2 separate regions of the Mus musculus genome follow, and region 2 is linked to region 1. Evidence: chromatin contacts called from public Hi-C data. All regions are on one chromosome and are shown on one strand. Each heading gives the region's core, a stretch centred on a gene start, on an enhancer-like site or on the middle of the called end of the contact. The rest is flanking DNA. Distances are from core to core; before and after follow the strand shown.

Region 1 (4,656 bases), core at 2-2,501:
ACCTCGACACTCTCCAGGCTCCGAGCCCATGGGGCTGCAGTTGCAAGCTAGAGATAAGAGGCAGATAAATGGTGTATTCCCACCCAACTTGACCCAGAATGGGAGGTACAGCTAGGGAAGAGAACCCTGAGGCTGTGTCAGATCCATCATCCCTTGGCTGTAGCCTTGAGCACATTCTTATTGAAGCCAGCTCAGGGAACCTCACAAGCGTGATCCATGTGTGTGCGCTCGAATGCAGAGGTGCCAGGAAACTTATCATCTTTCTCCTCTCATCATGCCAAAAGCCTACTGGGTACTTTGCTGGCACCCTGATTTTGCTTATAAGGTGCATTTTTTTTTTCGGCCTATTTTAAGCCAGCTGTAAACAGCGTCTTCTGTTTTCTAGCTGAGGAATGTAAGCTCAGAGGGTTTGCTCAGATCCTAGACCAAATGAAAGGAAGCTGCCATGAGAACTCAGAAGAGCCAGGGTTCCTTTCTTCCCACTGCAGGGAAGGTAAGGAGAGGAGGCAGTGGCCCTCCTGTGTGCCAGGTTCTGTTCCGGAGACAAGGATGTACCAGTGGGAGAGATGCCACGCTGCTCTCGGAGCTGAGTACTCTGCCGTTACCTGCACATAGTTCCCACGCCTCTCCTTTTTAGTGTATGAACTCCGCAGGAGCTAAGACTTAGTCAGCACCGCTACTTTAGTCCTGAGGCGCCAACTGCAGGCAACGGCAGCTGCTCATAGCAGAGTAAAGGACCTTGTCTAATTTTAATGAAATCTAAACAACGAAAGAGTTTTCATTTATGTACTATGTGTTTGTTTACTTTAATAAAAAAAAAAAGGTTTCGCTCAGTTGCTCAGGCTAGCCTCTAACTCAGGATTATCCTGCCTTAGCCTCAGGAGTGCTGGGATTGCAGGCATGAACCACCCCACCTGGTCACAGGGGACCTCGAAGCATCTCTAGGTAGACATTCTGGTGTCAGGACCTGATAGCAGCCACACACCAGAGTCATCTGGGGCCTCAGTGTGTCCCTGTTTAGGGGCTGACGGTAGCCCTGCACTCTCAGGCTGAGCTGAGGGGACACACCTGCACACTTGGGCTCTGATCTGAGCCCTTAGCAGCCCCCCTACGAAAGCCTCTTTGAAGCCGAATCTCCTCGGGAGAACCTTCTGTGGTTACCTTCGTAATCACACTGACATCCTGAGAGGGTCTCTTCAACGGCTTTACAACCAGACTCCTCCCCTCCTGGGTTTGTTCCGGCTCAGTGGTGAGTCATTTATTGCTCTCTGGTGACAGGTCTGGCAGCTTCCTTTCTGCCTACCTGCCTTGGGGTTGGGCAGGATGTGCCCCCACTTATCTGCTCTTTCACTCAGGAATGTAAACCTGACTTTTTTTTTTTTTTTTTTTTTTTTTACTTTTCCCACCCAGGTTTAACCATTTGAGAGTTTCTAATGCTGCTTTCAGAAGCTGGTGCAGGGGAGGCTGGTCTTATGTGACATGCGAATGAATAGTGCAGATTGTTCAGGAGCCGGTCTGGTCATGGAACTAGTTGCCTCGTGATATTAGCCGTCCTTGCCTTTGCTTCCATGTATAGATTAAAGCAAGCTCATATGTCCTTACATATGTGCATGTGTACACACACACACACGCATGCACACACATACATATACAGAGATGAAAAGATAGGGGTGCATAATTTGTCTAAGGGTATAGTACTACCTCGACACTTGTCTGCTGGGTTGGGAGCCAATGGGTCTCCAAAGTAACCTGCTTTGCACTGGTCACAGTAGACACCGGCCGTGTTGTAGATACATTTCAAGCATCTGCCTGTCAACTGGTCACAGTTCCCAGAGGCATTGGGGTCCACGTTGTTGTTGCATTGGCAGCGTTGACAAGGCCTCACTGGGCCACGTTCCCCAAAGGGATCCCCAAAGAAGCCATCAGCACAGAGCTCACAGCGGGCACCTGGGAAGGAAGAAAGGAACATGGGGTCAGCCCACACCAGATCGTTCCCCACGGGCAGCAGGACCAGAAAGAGGCCTAAGGCACTTGGTAGAAGAAGCAGGCAGATAGATGCACAGTGGAAGTTTGAATGAAAATAACCCATAGGCTCATGGGGAGTGGTGATATTAGGAGGTGTGGCCTTGTTGGAGTGGGTGTGGCTTTGTTGGAGGAAGTGTGTCACTGTGGGTGGGCTTTGAGGTTTCAGATGCTCAAACCAAGCTCAATGTGTCACTGTCTCTTCCTGCAGCCTACAGATCCAGATGTAGGACTCTCAGCTACCTCTCCAGCACCATGTCTGCCTGGATGCTGCCGTGCTTTCTGTCTTGATGATAATGGACTAAACCTCTGAAACTGTAAGCCAGCTCCAATTAAATGTTTTCCTTTATAAGAGTTGCTGTGGTCATGGTGTCTCTTCACAGCAATGAAACCCTAACTAAAACTTGCATCAATCCCAGGCTCCTGGGACAGTACCCTAAGGAACAGATGAACATGGCAGGGGTAGAGACTGCCACTTTATGGTCATGGTCACCACAGGTTGACTTCATTAAGTGCCACAAAGAGGCTTAATTAGCTTGTGGGTAGAAGCCGGCAGAAATACAGAGGTAGTGGCATTTCAATGACACCAAGGCTGCTGCAGAGTGCTTAGTTTTTTTAGATTGAAGACATAACTGTTTTCCTTCTTTTTTTTTTAATTTTTTTTATTAGGTATTTTCCTCATTTACATTTTCAATGCTATCCCAAAGGTCCCCCATATCCACCCCCCCCAATCCCCTACCCACCCACTCCCCCTTTTTGGCCCTGGCATTCCCCTGTACTGGGGCATCTAAAGTTGGCAAGTCCAATGGGCCTCTCTTTGCAGTGATGGCCGACTAGGCCATCTTTTGATGCATATGCAGCTAGAGACAAGAGCTCCGGGGTACTGGTTAGTTCATAATGTTGTTCCACCTATAGGGTTGCAGTTCCCTTTAGCTCCTTGGGTAATATATCTAGCTCCTGCATTGGAGGCCGTGTGACCCATCCAATAGCCGGCATAGTCTCACAAGAGAGAGCTATATCTGGGTCCTTTCAGCAAAATTTTGCTAGTGTGTACAATGGTGTCAGTGTTTGGAAGCTGATTATGGGATGGATCCCTGCATATGGCAATCACTAGATGGTCCTGTTTTCCTTCTTACCCTAGGTTACTTGAACATAACTAGATCTAGGAATGTTCTCTGAGGGTAGATTACTGGCCCAGCATGCACAAAACTCTGGGTTTGATCTCCCAGGATTGCCCAAAAGCAGATACAGTGGCAAGCACCTATACTCCCAGCATTTGGGAGGTAGAGGCAAGAGATCAAGAGCTCAAAGTCAGGGCTGGAGAGTGGCTCAGTGGTTAACAGCACTTTCGGCTCTCATAGAGGACCTAACTTTGGTTCCTAGCATCCACATGAGATTGTCACAACTACTTATGACTAGCTTCAGGGCATCCTATGACCTCTGTTAACCTCGTGGGCACCTGCACACATGTGCACAGACCACCCCCATACACATAATTAAAAACAAATAAATATTTTTCTTCAAAAGGCATTTAAGGTCATTCTCACATACTAAGTTCAAGGCCAGCGTGGGCTACAGCAGCTCCTGGAGGGACAGGGGGAACTTTGACCATGTACTTGGTCTGAAGCTTTCATTCCCTAAAGAAATGCACACGACTGTCAACAAGCCAGCACTATGCTTTTTCCTCCATAACCGCACCAGCCCCTGGTCAACCCCAGTCATAGCTCAGACACCACATACACCTATCTCTAGAATGTGCACATTTATATTAACCTGAAGCAACTATAACTCCCCAGAAATTCTCCTGAATGGGAGCTATTTGCACATGTGCACAGCATCAGGACAAGAAGCTAAGGGAAGAGCAGGGTGTTGGCCCTACCTGTGACCCCAGGGGGACAGTTGTTACACACCACCTCCTCTGTCTCAGGCATCACTGAACAGCTGAACCCATTGTGACAGGGACATGGCTTGCAGCTGCGGGGGTCATGTGGGTCATTGTAGAAACCGATGGGACAGTCAGCACACTCAATGTCAGGATTCTCGTCCCCCGAGTAGCAATCTCCTGGAGTGTAGAAGAAAGAAATGACTGCTGATACATAGTTCTGTCAGTGTAGATGGAATGTGGGGATCAGTCTACAGAGGCCCCAGCCTTCCCAGAGCCTCCCTCAGCATCTGAACGCTGACAGACATTCATCCTCACCCTTGAACCAGACAGAAACACGGCCACCACCTTGGATCTCAGCCTTACGCGTCACATTCAGTTAGACACACACATCCTCACTGGCCGTAGAATAGCACTGTTCCCCTATCCTTCATGGTCACACCGTTTGGTCACCACCTTCATTTAGAGCCTGCATTGCCTTTGATCTCCCCACACAATTCCTGCAACCCAACACCAATCCCCCCACCTTGTACGGAGCATGACAAGTCATTTCCTGTAACCTGGCACCTTTCACTTACAATCCTATGTCATTTCCATAATGAAAAGAGGTCAAGTGTACTGTCACCACGTCTGGCTCCCTCGACCTTGGTCCCACGCTCCCCATTCTTTCTCCATCCCCTAAGCGAATTCAGGTATGATATTTCCTCCTCAGCCCTTGCTTCTCCGGGAGCCCCACTCCTCCGCCTCTACCT
Region 2 (4,468 bases), core at 1,891-4,390, 190 kb after region 1:
ATGGGAGATTTAATGGATACACAGAACAGTCATGGTACTTGACTCCATGGGAAATAATTAGTTAGCTACAGCCCACAGAGTAACTGGAGTCAAGGGGGACATCGGGGTGAATACACTGAATATCAAAACAGTCAATCCTTGCCTGCCTGCCCTAAATTGTTGAGCACAGCATTCATGCATATATACCTGGTCGTAAATAAATAAATAAAGGTGGGACAGAAGCCAGAAACACCAACTCCCAGGACACATAAAACTCTCCCCTCCCCAGCTACGCCACCACACATTTCCTCCAGGACTTCATTTCCAACCCACAACAAGCAGAGTCTGTCCAGTCCTAGTTTTCATAAATTGTCTAAAAAGTGTAAAGCATGTGTTTTTACAATAACTACACGGCTTTGAAAATATTTTAAACTTTACTTTTAAAGAGTAAACCCGCTGGGTGTGGCTACTCACACCTGGAATCGCAGTACCCTGCACTCAGAAGCAGGTGGGGGTTCTCTAGGAGTTCAAAGTCAGCCTGGTCTACATAGTGAGTCCCAGGACAGCCAGAGTGAGCCCCAGTTTTATGAATGTCATTTAGCAACCAACTGAAGAATTTTTCAGTAAAATCAAGTCCAAGCGTATAGAAAATATCATGTTGCCGTCCTAATGAGATGGAAGAGTTCTTTGGCCTCGTCATTAACATGGCCCAAAGCTAATTAATATAGCTGGCCCCCAACAGTAGCAACCTGGCTGCCCTCTTACCCTAGCGCATGTCTCTGCAACAGAGACTTCGCCAGAGATTAGTTTCTCCCTCTGCAATCACCTGAAATAAACCTCAGCTCCTTAGCCTAAAGAAGGAGGAAAGCAGAGATTGACAGCCTATTGTTCAGAACTTTTCAACGGCATCTCAGGCACTTGGGAGACGTCAAGGCCTTGCCTCTGAATTTTGTTTCTTTTTTTTTAAATCTGAAAACGGATTAAGCAAGACTTCAAGGGGATTCAGAATTGAGTACAAAAAAAAAGTAAAACATAAAAAAAAAGTTAAAAATAACTGGACATAAGTTATAGAACTTAAAAACTCTGAAGCTACTTCAAAGGACTCCCAGAGATCTTGGGAAGCGGAGTGCCGTCTGGAGAAAGGCATCTCTCCAAAGCATCACTTTTACACTTCTATGTCGTTCCAGTCCTTTTCAAAACCGAACTCACTCTTAATTACTGAAAATCGGATGCCTCACATTTTCATTTATGAGCTTGTTTTCAAAAAGTTCCATCTGCCTGGTGACTCGTCTACAAAGAAAAAGGCAGCATCTACTACAGAGGCAGTAACACTGCTCTCCTAAAACTTCCTCCACACACAGTCATTTACACTTTCAAGGCACTTTCTCTAAGTCATAGTCTTTCTCTGAAGAAAATTCCCTGATAATATAATATAATATAATATAATATAATATAATATAATATAATATAATATAATGAAGAGCAGTGGAAAGAAAACCCTGAAACCACGATCAGGGGACTATCTGCCTACAAAATATCCCTCTCAAATATCCCAGGGCAACAATCAGTTTTTCACACTTAATGTTGCACAACTGAACACAGCAATGAAAATTTTTCTGCTCTCTTGTCTGTCTCAAAAGTAAAGAAAACATCTCCAGGTGAAGCAGGAACTTTGATCCGTTCAGATAATCACAGCCTTGCTCATCCACGGCTCTGCCATGAAGTCTCCTACTTCAGCCCTCTCCTGGATTCTAAAGCATGCTTGTCTCCACACTTGCTTCGGATCAAAGCAAAAGGGAAGACTATCCAGGAGAGCCTTGGAGCTTTTTACACCGGAACAAAACTGCCCTCAATTACAGAGAGTGTCTTCATTACCTTTCTGTTTTCTCCCAACTAGGATTAGCAGTGAAACAGCTCCTAATTAAGGCTGAACAGCTCTGAAGAACAGTAACTTTAAAAGTGAACTTCCACTTTAATTACACATAGAAATACCGGCGGCAAAGGCATTTGCTCCCCTCAAATTCCCCTATCAAAACTAAGAGCAATCATTCTCAACCCTGGAGACAGACAAACATTTTAAAGACAAGTGTTTGAAAGTGGACCTTCAAGACTCTAATGTAAGCATGCTATGTGATAGTCCTGTCCTGCCAGGATGAGTGTTTCATTAGCGCCTCAGGGTGCAAAAGGGGGTGGGGGGGTGTTGGTCCAAAATCCTAACTGCTGAAATAGAAAAGAATCAACGGAACGAGAATCCGGTTGGACTAGAAAGAGTAAGAAAAAAAGAGAGAGATGCTAGCGTGGGACATGGTGGCCCTCACCGGATGTTCAAAGCGAGATGAATTTTAGAAGTTGGAGAAAGGAATTTCTGTGTGTGGCCCACGCTGGAGAACAGACCGTCAGCACGCGGCTGGACAGGCCCCTCAGGCCGGACCAGCGGCTCCATGGATGCGGCCCCGGAGCTGGACCGTGAGCGAGTAGTGGGGACGGGGCTGTCATCGCTTACCCAGGTGCAGCGTGAGGTTGATGGAGTTGGGGTACTGCACCCCGGCCAGCATAGTCTGGCTTTGCCACCAGGTGGTGTCGGCCTGGTTGTTGTAGTCGGTCAGGAAGGCTGCCCCGTGTTGCAGGTGCTGCTGGCCGGCGTCGCACAGGTGACAGGACTTAGTGACTCCGGTCACCCCAGTCTGCACGCAGTACTCCTCGGGCGGAGTCCCACACGTGTTGGTAGCCACCACGGTCACATTGAAGGCGGCATTAACAAACTCCGGCATGCAGCGCTGCGGCCGCCCGCCCTCATCCGCGCACTCGTCCATGGCCGCCCGGACACAGCCCGCCACAGCCGCCAGCACAGCCAACAGCGGCCACAGCCGCCCCCGGGGCTGCAGGGCCAGCGCGGCCCGCCCGCCGCCCGTCATCCCGCTGCGCGCGGGCCCTCGGCAAAGGCTGGGGTGCCGCGCTGCACTCGCCTAGCGGCGTATCCCGAGGCCGATCCTCCGCTGCGGGCCGAGGCCGGGCTGTGGACCGGGCTGGAGGCCGAGAGCCGGACGCAGAGCCGATGGGTGGGCGTCCGAGCCAAGATCGCGCTGCCTCCGCTACCTCCCGGTGCGCAGCCTGCACTGTGCGCCGACCCCCGACTTCCGAGCGCGCACTCGAGAGCGCGCCCCAGGAGGAAGGAGAAGGGGGTGGGGTCTGCCCGGCGGGGTGGGATCTGGCGGTGGAGAAAACCCAAGGCCGGCCTCCTCGGCAGCTCACGCGGGCCAGGAGCTGCTCCCCGCCCTACGCGTCCTCCCCAGCGACTCCCGGCGGCGGCGGGGGCGGCCTGGAGGGCGGTGGGCCAGAGAAGCGAGATGGGAGGGGCGGGAGCCAGAGGACCGGGCGCGAGGTGGGCGGGGCGGTGGAGTAGGAGGGTGGGGTGCGAGGAGGGCGGGACCGGCAGCAAAAGGGAGGGGGGCGCGAGATGGAAGAGGCAAGGGGTCAAGTGGGAGGACTTCTGGATGGGCGTGACTAGAGGTGGGCTGGGCGAGGGGGTAAGAGGGAGGGGCCCAAGGTGGGCGGAGAGGGAGCGTGAGTGAGGGAAGGAGGGCGGGGCGTGGGGTGTGGGGTGCTGGGCAGTGCATGCTGGGAGGGTAGGGGCTTCGGTGGGTTGGGAACCCTCATCCAGGTCTTGTACCTTAGAGGATCTTGCCCTGGAGGGTATGAGGCTAAGAGGAGGTTCTTAAAGGGAGACGCAGGTGGGTGAGGTGGCCCGGAATCTGTGTTTTTGACTTCATGAGGACTTGGACCCTGGCCCAACCAGATGTCAGTCCTTACGGTATAGCTCAGCCACTACCTGACTCTGGAGCCTGAACACAGCGCAACGGTGCGGTGGCCTGCGTGACCTCGCCCTCCCCAGCCGTCCCGGGCATTGCCTCCTGTATCCCGGGGCAAGCCCTGCCCACGCTGAGGGGAGAGATCCCGAGGTGTCCAAGGGACTGGATCCCTGTGGAACACAGGGCTCGATCTCAGCTTCAGAGTCAATTTTGTGATTTCCTTGCTCTAAATTAAAATGTGACTGTCATTTAACCGGGCAAGGAAGGAAGTGAGAAGGCTGGGAATGGAATGACATTTTCCCCTGGATACGCAGACCTGCTTTGAAATTCTTCCACTCTGTTGTTTGTGTGTCCTAGCTTGCCTTTAAAAGACTCGAAATTATCTGGATTCTGACATCCTCCTCTTCGGACCTGCTGAGTCACAGAATATTGTCAGTGCCAGAATGACTCAGTTCCCAGAGCCCGAGCCAAAAGATCATGCGTTTTAGTCTCAGATCAGAACTACCTGCAGTGCTGATAGGACCAGCAGACAGGGGAAGGGAGGGTGCTGTAAAAATGAACCAGCTGAGAGCCGGGCTTGGCAGCACACTGTGCTAATCCCAACCCAAGATGCAAAGCAGACCAGCAAAGTGTAAGCTCCGGATCAGTAGTCTTTTTAAGATAATGATACTGATAGCTAC

What was found. A called contact is a pair of places that touch in the nucleus more often than the background predicts.
Region 2: a Hi-C map of double positive thymocytes shows a contact between it and region 1, with 2.9 times the contacts expected there. The contact joins the promoter of Lamc1 here to the enhancer-like site in region 1. A contact is called at or near these places in 9 of 39 promoter capture datasets (the C10 cell line, the HPC-7 cell line, HPC-7-derived erythroid cells and 5 more), 9 of 484 Hi-C or Micro-C datasets (CD8 T cells, the HL-1 cell line, the N1E-115 cell line and 5 more), 15 of 115 datasets of contacts at active chromatin or transcription factors (the 230-238 cell line, the NIH/3T3 cell line, acute myeloid leukemia and 10 more) and 3 of 9 other capture datasets (adipose tissue, embryonic stem cells and liver).

The regions. Positions count from the first base shown.
Region 1 is chr1:153,139,825-153,144,480 of GRCm38.p6, forward strand. Lamc2 (laminin, gamma 2) reads right to left here. Exons shown (of 24, transcript NM_008485.3): 11 at 3,902-4,084; 12 at 1,702-1,947; 13 at 1-47. Among named protein-coding and RNA genes, the nearest start is that of Lamc2, 44 kb to the right of the region's middle. Within about 2 kb of position 1,252, at least 69 of the 459 cell types and tissues checked have an H3K27ac peak or open chromatin away from gene starts, as enhancers often do. A contact at or near this core is called in CD8 T cells, the HPC-7 cell line, the N1E-115 cell line and 4 more, where this site is marked.
Region 2 is chr1:153,329,646-153,334,113 of GRCm38.p6, forward strand. It overlaps Lamc1 (laminin, gamma 1), which reads right to left and starts at 3,141. Exons shown (of 28, transcript NM_010683.2): 1 at 2,483-3,141. The coding sequence starts at 2,894.